3 separate regions of the Mus musculus genome follow, and all the other regions are linked to region 1. Evidence: chromatin contacts called from public HiChIP or PLAC-seq and promoter capture Hi-C data. All regions are on one chromosome and are shown on one strand. Each heading gives the region's core, a stretch centred on a gene start, on an enhancer-like site or on the middle of the called end of the contact. The rest is flanking DNA. Distances are from core to core; before and after follow the strand shown. Region 1 holds the start of Spp2 (secreted phosphoprotein 2). Region 2 has its middle 17 kb from the start of Gm19589. Region 3 overlaps Gm28888 (a long non-coding RNA gene).

The links. Promoter capture Hi-C pulls out the DNA fragments that hold promoters and counts their contacts. HiChIP or PLAC-seq counts read pairs in DNA pulled down with a chosen protein or histone mark.
Region 2: a contact with region 1 is called in an HNF4G HiChIP or PLAC-seq map of pancreatic cancer cells. The contact joins the enhancer-like site here to the promoter of Spp2 in region 1. A contact is called at or near these places in 22 of 39 promoter capture datasets (the 3T3-L1 cell line, 3T3-L1-derived adipocytes, the HPC-7 cell line and 12 more), 2 of 115 datasets of contacts at active chromatin or transcription factors (embryonic stem cells and pancreatic cancer cells) and 3 of 9 other capture datasets (adipose tissue, liver and pancreatic islet).
Region 3: a contact with region 1 is called in a promoter capture Hi-C map of pre-B cells, with 2.1 times the contacts expected there. The contact joins the enhancer-like site here to the promoter of Spp2 in region 1. A contact is called at or near these places in 7 of 39 promoter capture datasets (embryonic stem cells, frontonasal cranial neural crest, hippocampal neurons and 4 more), 4 of 115 datasets of contacts at active chromatin or transcription factors (embryonic stem cells and pancreatic cancer cells) and 2 of 9 other capture datasets (liver and pancreatic islet).

What each region holds. Positions count from the first base shown.
Region 1 is chr1:88,405,470-88,408,542 of GRCm38.p6, forward strand. Spp2 (secreted phosphoprotein 2) reads left to right here and starts at 1,541. Exons shown (of 8, transcript NM_029269.3): 1 at 1,541-1,747; 2 at 1,848-1,972. The coding sequence starts at 1,681.
Region 2 is chr1:88,532,772-88,535,844 of GRCm38.p6, forward strand. No RefSeq gene overlaps it. Among named protein-coding and RNA genes, the nearest start is that of Gm19589, 17 kb to the right of the region's middle. Within about 2 kb of position 1,515, at least 47 of the 459 cell types and tissues checked have an H3K27ac peak or open chromatin away from gene starts, as enhancers often do. A contact at or near this core is called in pancreatic cancer cells, where this site is marked.
Region 3 is chr1:88,474,174-88,477,246 of GRCm38.p6, forward strand. The region is part of intron 2 of Gm28888 (a long non-coding RNA gene); the gene reads left to right. Among named protein-coding and RNA genes, the nearest start is that of Gm29538, 13 kb to the left of the region's middle. Within about 2 kb of position 1,483, at least 105 of the 459 cell types and tissues checked have an H3K27ac peak or open chromatin away from gene starts, as enhancers often do. A contact at or near this core is called in pancreatic cancer cells and pre-B cells, where this site is marked.

The DNA.
Region 1 (3,073 bases), core at 291-2,790:
TCTGGAAGGTACACATTTTCAGTGAAAGTCCTAGGTGGTGCTGAAGCTATCTGGGGTCTTTGCATGATGCCTATTCTGATGGCACCACTGACGTTTCCAGAACCCAGAAATACTGAGATGAGGACAGAAAGCAGACTCTTAGTGACGGAGCTCAGTTTAGCAATCGTGATGCTATAAGAAATCAGAAGGCAGCTGTGAAGTTCGTGGTTTAGGGATCAGTTGAAGATTCCATTTTTACATTTGTTCTAAATTTAGTGATCCCACCCCAGTGCAAATAATATGATGGGGAGGATGAGAAAGAGGAAATGACCTTGGAAAGTAATGCATCTTCATTTACGATGCAGCCATAGCCCATCGGTTCTTGCTCAGTGTGTTCCCAGGTACTCCTGTTAAATGGTCTGTGATGTACTTTATATAAATTTCCAGGGACTGTGTGCAGGGCTATACAATGCTTCACTTACTGCCACCCAATTTTGAATACTTTGACCGAGTATTTGGGGGCTGGAATAGCAGAAAATCACTGGGATGATGGAGGCACACATTTCTGCAAACCGGAGGAAGAACAAGAAATCACCATAGCATGAGCGTGACTGGATGGCTTATATTTAATCTTCTGGGTTTACAAGACATGATGGAATTCTGCAGGGGCATTTTAAAAGTCATTGCTTTCTAGCTTCCATCAGAGCCCACCCTGCACGCCTGGTGCTAACACTTAATTATAGCCAAGAGAATCTGAGAAATGCAGTGGTCCCCCCCTCCCTCACCCCAGCAAACGTCAAGCAAAATCAATAGCTCAGTGCTGGCAACAGGATGCTGTTGTTCCCTTCATCTCCTCCGCTCATCTGCAATTGCTTTTATTACTGCAGTTCATTTAATGAGTCCAGAGCGTTTGGAGCCAGATGGTGACATTAGTTCAATCTGGAAGACTCTAATGGAATTGAGTTCAAACCAGGTTAAAAGTAACGGAATTACAAATTCCAGTGGTCATTGTCTTGTGGTATTACGCTCTGGGTACTTGTTATACACCAGAAGTTAGCGCCAGCTTCAAATGAAAGACCTGAAAGACAGTTGAGTGAGACCTGGTGCACTCATACACTCACTCATCCGCTGCATGCTTCATTACTCTCCCTATCACAAACACGGCCATTGTGGTTTCTGAACCATGGCCTCTGTAGTGGAGGTGGCAGGCAGAGCTAAGCCAACAGGAAAATCACTCCGCGTGAGTGCAGTCTCTAGGAAGGGAGGACTCTGGCATTGAGAGGTGGAGGGTGAAGGATTTTGAGGACCTGGGAAAGGACTAGATGCACAAGCTTTAAAGTCACCGTTTTGTTGAGTCCACAATTATGTCCCCTCCCCCAAAGAACAAAATGCAAAGAGAGAAGATAAACATTATACAGGGAGACCCAAGCCTCTCTGAATGTCTCCTGCTGTGGGATAAAGTCCCTCGGAGAGGTCCAAACTTCAAAAGTGGCCTCAGTCTGGAATTTTTCCACAGGAAAAGTCAGCAGTAAATATTGACACCGGAATCAATCATCTCTACTGAGGTTCCAGATTGCTCCAGCCAGCCAGGGCAGCTAGGTCACAGGTGACAAGAATAAGACAGCCACCCTCTGAAAGAGCTGTCATCCAGAAGCCTGGAGAGAGGCCGTCTCCCTGACTCTGGGTCGCCATCCTCTCAGTATGGAGCAGGCAATGCTGAAGACGCTGGCTTTGTTGGTGCTGGGCATGCACTACTGGTGTGCCACAGGTAAAGGACACATGCCACCGCTGGCCACCTGCCCTAGGTGATCACAGCCCTCTCGGTGCCTCATCTCTCTCTCACTGTGGCCTGTGTGTTTGCTGTCTAGGTTTCCCGGTGTACGACTACGACCCTTCCTCTCTGCAGGAAGCTCTCAGTGCCTCAGTGGCAAAGGTGAACTCGCAGTCCCTGAGTCCTTACCTGTTTCGGGCGACCCGGAGCTCCTTGAAGAGAGTAAGTGAATGGAGATACCTCCCTGAGCCATTTTTTTACCACCCCCGCCCCCGTCTTGACTTCACCTACTTTGTTGAGTAGATTATTCTTCTGTTTACAATGATCACAGTCTGTCCTCTTCCATGCTGACTTTTTGGACTGAGAAGAGATTTAATTACATTTTGTTGTTGTTGTTGTCCCGAGGCTGTCAAAGCTTCCTGGGACATCTGATTCTTCCCTCTGTGTTTTCCCTCTGACCTCGGCTTTTCTCTGTGTGTGTCCTGGTTTGGGGTGAAGATCCCAGAAGTCCTTGTGATGCTGTTTGATTGGGAGGTGCTGCCTAATGAGAAAGAGACTCTCTCCCCACTCAGCATTGGGCTACCAGTGTTTATAGGAAAGAAACGCTGGCTTCTGAGTCCATGAAACCCACCCACTCTGGTGGACTTGATAGTGCTGTTTCCCGATCACCTAGAGAACTTGGGAAAGAGACATTATCTCGGGCTTGCTGTGACTCACTGTGGCCAAAGTGAGGGGGAAGCAGAACAGGATCATAGAGAGGCCTTTCTCCTTCCTGCTCCCTGAGGAGTCTCTCTGTCTTCTTATAGGCTTAACTGGGCTAACAGGGAGGTAGGGACAGACATGAAGAAGAAATAGGACTGACAAGCTCATGGAGACATGAGTAGAGCCTTGTGGTCAGCAGCCACTACCTCCACACAGAGGCCACATGGCCGCTCCTACTGGCTGCTCCCTTTTCCACCCTATTCTAGGCTACCACCTCTTACTTACACTCAGCTACTCCTCTCATACTCAGCTGCTCCTCTCACACTCAGCTGCTCCTCTGCTCCTCAACAGCATACACACTTCATTCTCCCAGCTCAACTGCATGTAAAACATGTCCCTTTGGTCCCCTTTTGCAGACACTGGTTCCAAGTTTTCTTTCTCCCAAATGCAAAGCAAATTTCATTGCTTTGGTTGCCTTTTCTAGCTGGATAACTGGGTTGTGAAGGTGTAGACTGAGCTAGAGTGAGCTGCCAGCCCCACCCAGCACCTGACTGTCAGGGTTCACACTGAGCACGCTGGTGGGGAGGCACTTAGAGGCAGGTGTAGGCAGCTGCTAGCCAA
Region 2 (3,073 bases), core at 265-2,764, 130 kb after region 1:
CATTCCTCCTTTCAGAGACTCTAGTGGTACTTAAAGGTTTACATGAGAATATTTTGTCCCTGCATCCTCTTTGCTGTTCATTCTTCATAGCTGCCTCTTTCCTTCTATCTCTAGTGAGATCCATCCAGGTTCTTTCTCTGGTCTTTGTACAGTCTCAGTCAGATGAGAGTCTGCTTGCTGGGGTGAATGCCCACATGTGCAGTCAAGCCTTTAGCCTTTCTCCACTGCACTTACTAAGTGCTGGCACATTGCTCCCTGTAAACCTGGACCATTTTGCCAACAGATCTGTGTAGCATCCTCACACAGCCTGGGTTCATCAGGTGGCAGAGATCAAACCCTGTACCTGTGTCAGTCCTTTGGGGACTGATGTACACGTACTTTCCCTGCCAATATTGGGATGTTTGTTTGTTTGTTTGTTTATTATATGTAAGTACACTGTAGCTGTCTTCAGACACCCCAGAAGAGGGCATCAGATCTCATAACAGATGGTTGTGAGCCACCATGTGGTTGCTGGGATTTGAACTAAGAACCTTTAGAAGAGCAGTCAGTGCTCTTAACCACTGAGCTATCTCCCCAACCTGGTTTTTAAAGCTCTCTCTTCTCTCTCTCTCTATGTGTGTCTCTCTTCTTCTTCTTCTTCTTCTTCTTCTTCTTCTTCTTCTTCTTCTTCTTCTTCTTCTTCTTCTTCTTCTTCTTCTTCTTCTTCTTCTCCTCCTCCTCCTCCTCCTCCTCCTCCTCCTCCTTCTCCTTCTTCTTCTCTTCTTTCCTTTTCTCTCCCCTCTTCATGACCAATTTTTGAATTCAGTTTTAGTGAATTTTATGTCAAATACTCATCACCATCTTGATCCCTCTTGTGTAACTTTCCAAGACTTCTCTATTACTTTTCTAGTATTTAGCTCTTTGTTCAACAAAATTGTTGTTCTTGTTGTTCATCTAAACTTTGAAAATGTGTTCACTTGTTTGAAAATTGTTTCATGATGTGTCTTTGCTATCAAGTTCTCCCCCCCACCCCCCTGGAATTTTCTTTGGAGTCCTTCTGGTTGAAGACTCTTAGTGGTTAAAAAGAAATATTTTGTTCATAAAAGTTATCTCCAATTGGTCTTTGCTTCGATATGTACTTACTGAGCTGACAACGCCATTCTGGCTTGCTAAGGATATCCCTGTACGTCTTCTGGTTCTAGTCACGCTAATAACAAGGCAGAGGATTTGCCTTTGCATGGAGTCTGGACTCTGCTAACCTGAGCTCTCCCAACTCATCTTGTGTAGCCTTGCTCTCGGTTTTGTTGAAGAGAGAATTTGAGAACATTAAAGAAATAACTGGTCTTTGAGTAGATTTCCTTGAATCTTTAGGGGTTGTTAATGGGTGTTCCAGACTTGACTCGATTAATGAGTGGGGGCCCAAGCAGCACAAAGAAAGAATGACTATTTTGCTAAGAAAGCCACACCTTCAGGATGAGGTTGAGACAAAGAAAAAAAAAATACCGTCTCTGTGGTGAAGCCCCACACACAAAAGCATTCTTTATTCCTGAGGTGAGTCATGGACCAGCAACGTTAGTGGGAGAGCCAAGCTCCAGCGGGAAGTTTAAAGTGTTGACTAAAGAAAGAGAAAGCACTGAACTTCACATTATCTAACTTCTCAAGAGGATCGCAAACATTTATTAGACATCATTTCAATCAAGTAGAGAATGCTGTGCTTGCTTTGTATTTAAATCTAATCATGTGAGCTCTTCAGAAATTAAATAACCTAATGTGATTCCTATTTATACTGACTAGATTGAAAAAAGAAAAAAAGGCCTATTCCTTTTCTATTTGAATAATGGACACCATCTATACCATACCAGACATAGGGAATTTTTTTTAATTTATTTTTTACACTGAATATTCCATTCTTCATCCTCCCCCATCCACCTTCCAACTGCTCCACATCCCACACTTCCTCCACACTCCCCTGTCTCCACATAGATGCCCCCACCCCCACCCCACCTGACCTCTAAACTCCCTGGGACCTCCAGTCTCTTGAAGGTTAGGTACATCATCTCTGAATGAACATAGACCCGGAAGTCCTCTACTTTATGTGTGTTGGGGGCCTTATATCAGTTGGTGTATACTCTCTGTTTGGTGGTCCAGTGTTCAAAAGATCTCAGGGGGTCCAGATTAATTGAGACTACTGGTCTTCCTACAGGACCCGCTTTCTCCTCAGCTTCTTTCAGCCTTCCCTAATTCAACAACAGGGGTCAGCTGCTTCTGTCCATTGGTTGGGTGTAAATATCTGCATATGACTCTTTCAGCTGCTCGTTGGGTCTTTCGGAGGGCAGTCATGAGAGGTCCCTTTTTGTGAGAATACCCTTAATTTTGGGTTTGGAAGGGGGTAGGTGGGTACATCTTTGCTCCTGTGGATGGAGGTATAGGACAATCCCATGTGTCCTTCTTCAGGTGCCACTGACCTTGTTTTGAAGAAACGGTCTCTCACTGGCCTGGAACTCACGTCAGCTAGGATAACTGGCCAATAAGCCCCCAAGGATCTGCCTGTCTCTATGTCCCCCACCTCTGCTATTATAAGCATGCACTAGCATGCTTGACTTAAAAAACAAAAAAACCTTGATTTTGTGTCATTCTTAAAATAAAGGGTGAAGTCCTTACTGAATGAATTGAGGTCTTTCCAAGCTTTGTTTTTTCCTGGCAAAGTGTAATCTGCATCATCTGACTTAGACCTCGGATCTGATCCCAGTTCCCCCATAGACCCTGCAGGGACCTTCCTTCTATGGGACCTGCAGTCTGACAGGTGACGTGGGTTGCTTTAGTCTAAAACTTCTTCTAGCCTTAGAATGACAAGATTTTCATGAAGAATGCCAATGATGATCTTTTTAAAAAAGATTTATTTATTTAATATATGTGAGTACACTGTCGCTGACTTCAGACACACCAGAAGAGGGCATCAGATCCCATTACAGATGGTTGTGAGCCACCATGTGGTTGCTGGGAATTGAACTGAAGACCTCTGCAGAGCAGTCAGTGCTCTTAACTGCTGAGCCATCTCTCCAGCCCCACCAATGATGATTTTCTAAAAGGCATC
Region 3 (3,073 bases), core at 233-2,732, 69 kb after region 1:
GTTAACATTTGCTAGGCTACTACAACCATTCTGAAGTCCTGGTGAGTTGGGGTTCTAGCCTATACACCTAGAGGGGGAACTAGGGAGGCTTCTAAACCTGTTAGGTTGGGAAGGATCCATGAAGACAGAAGGGCACACAAAAGACACCCTCTGGCCTTACTGAAAGTTTGCTCTTTTGATTGTGTGAACGAGGGGATTGGGAAAGATTTCCCTAAGAAGAAATTTAGGGGTATCATCTGAATCTCTGACAAGGACCCCTAAGCTTCACAAACTGTCTTCTCCCGTTAGCAGCACTGTTGGTGCCTGAGGCTCAGCAACACATGGAACCTGCAAACTACGTCACAGCAATTCTTGATTCACTTTCTCCTTAAGAGGCTCCAGTCTCTGCCAGGCGATAAAAAAGGCAGTTGTAGCCACTGGACTCACTCAGCAAACCGTATGTCCTTTCCTACAGTACAAAGAGCTGAGCTAGCCGATGCTGAACACGTCAAAAAGAATGCCTGCCAATGGGTTTTCCAGGGCCCTATGGCCGATTGGAGGCAGCTGGAAGCAGCTGGATGACTCAGGATAGGAACCGGCCCAGAACTTGACTAAGTCAGGGCAGAGGAGACCACATCCTGTCTCAGATTTCTGCTTCTCATTAACTGGAGGCTGTGTATTCAGAGCTCTGTAGACATTAATCACATCCCTAAACACCCGGGGGGACCTTTTAACACCGAGGTGGAGTGTGTGTCCCACAAGGTCAACAGAAGTCATTCTCAAAGTCAGTGGTAGAGAAAGAGAGAGAGCTAGCCAGGGTCATACTGCCTGGTGGTTGAGACAAGAGGTGGCCCCAAAGGTTAAGGCTGGGTGTGAGGGGACTATGACGTCACCTTCATCAAGGAGGGCATGAATTGGGTTTCTTCATTTGGTCCCTGATGTCTGTCTGTGTGCATTCTCTCAGAGACCTTTGGGATTGGAAAAGGAATCAAAGGAGAGAGGCTGTGTTTGCAAAATGTTGCTATTTACAGTGCCACTCTCCCTCTTTTATTCTGTATAGGGGCCACATTAAACTTGCTGATGGCTTAAAAAGTAGCTTCGAGTGACAATGTCTCGCTGAGAGAACCCTGGTAGAGCTGCTGCCTTTTAGGAATGGCAATTGAGCTCCACCGTTGGCTGGATTAAGTTCTCCAATCCAGCAGAGAATTCTGCTGCTGGCCTTATGTGATCAAAACCATCAGACGAGGCGGAGGCCTTGCAGAATGTCAAGCAACATCTTCAGGATGGTTTGCACTAAGTTCAGCACTGTGGGAATGAGTGGGGTCACCCAGACCCAGGGGCTGCATTGGCAACAGCCCCTGGGAACGAGCTGTTCAGAATGAATGATTAAACCCAAGTCAGTCATTAACTGGGGCTCCGAAGCGGCTCGGTGAGGCATTTGTAAGGCATCTAACCACAAGCTGCACACGCTGCTGGGACCCTGAGATGGCTGGCTCTGATACAGAGATCAAAAGCACAGGAAGTCATAACTCCTGGTGCTGCTTGTCAAACACGTCAGGCTGGAACCGTCTTCTTCCTGAAAACCTCTTTCTGCTGTGTTCCTGCCCCCACAGGCAAGGAGAACTTAAGGATTCAGGACCCAGCCAGGGAGAACCCTCCCTCACAACCCAAACTGAGCAACCTCATGGGAGGGGCATTTGCTTAGAATAAGGCTATTTGTTCTCTGGGAAGTGAAGTGTAGCCCGATAGACCAGTTAATCATCTACATAAGCAAGTTTCAGATGAACTTAATAAGATAAGCTGAATTAGGTCCCTACAGGGAGCTGGGAAGAGGGTAAAGGTCACCCCAACTTCCCAACTCAAACTTCAAGCCTTTTTTTTTTACTGATCTCCACATCAGGATCTTACTTATTTATGAAGAGTGCTCCCAGGCTCTTAAGACCCCTTTCTCTCTCTCTCTCCTGAGAGTCACCTCTTCAAGAGGGTCCTAGCCATGAAGGTCCCGCCCCAAGGATGCAAGTTGCATGGCTGACTTCTCCCAAAGACAAGTTCCTAAGAGCTGAGAACATACTTCCTTCTGCCTCCTCCAGGGCCTGTTTGAAATCCCTTTCTGCCTCGTTTCTGAGGTTTCTGCTCAAAAGTGTGAGCTGTGGAGGGCCAAGGGAGTAAAGATGACTCTGCTCCCTCCCTTCCAGCGTTGAGTCTTGTTTTTCCATCAGTAGACTTAGTTCATCCCTTCCTAGTAAAGTCTCACCCATTTCTCTCCACTGTCTCAAAACTGTCTCCTCTCTTCTTCCCTAAGCTCCATGGATTTCTGGGAATGCTATGGTGAATTCTTAGCAGCCAAAGACAACAGAAAATTAAGGGGAATGGTGACAGAAAGCCTGCTGAACCCTAGAATGCTGTACGCAAGCGGAGGAGGCTCTTCCTGCTTCGCGCACTGCTCACTGAAGTTCCATGATGCTCTGCGGGAGTGGTGTAGTTAGTTTCAAGTGAACTAGCTAGCCAAGATTAGGCAGACCCCTCTTCGCACCTTAAGGCTAATTTTCAAAGCATGTTGTTGACAGCTCTCAGCCACACTCCATGTGGCACAATACTCTAGTCACAGACTTCACTAGCATCCGCCAGCAACCCGACTCAATGATTCGGGAGAGCCCAAGCCATTTCTGCACAGAAGGACTTTTGAAGGCTGTTTTGCAATGCTATCCATTTCCGCTCTATCGGAGCCGCTTGGCTTCCCGCAAAGCACTGAGAACCATAGTCAGGCAAAGGTCCCTCTCATTGGGAGCACAGGCAGCTGAGCCCTTTCAGAAGCACTTCCAGGCAGGGCTCCTTTGCCGTCAGTAAATATGTGCTCACCGAGGAACGAGCAGTGTGTGTGCGCGTGTGGGTTACGAAGGATGAAGATTATGCAGGGCCAACACACGGCTTGGAAACAGATCAATGGGGCTGTCAGGAAAACTCCATGAAGAAAAGTCAAGCTAAGAAGGAGGTCAGTGATTCTCTTCTCATTCTGGGCCAATAACCTCACAGTGCTCTGCAGACGTGGCTGTCCACAGCATTGTGCATGTATGGATTCACTTCATTCTCCTGT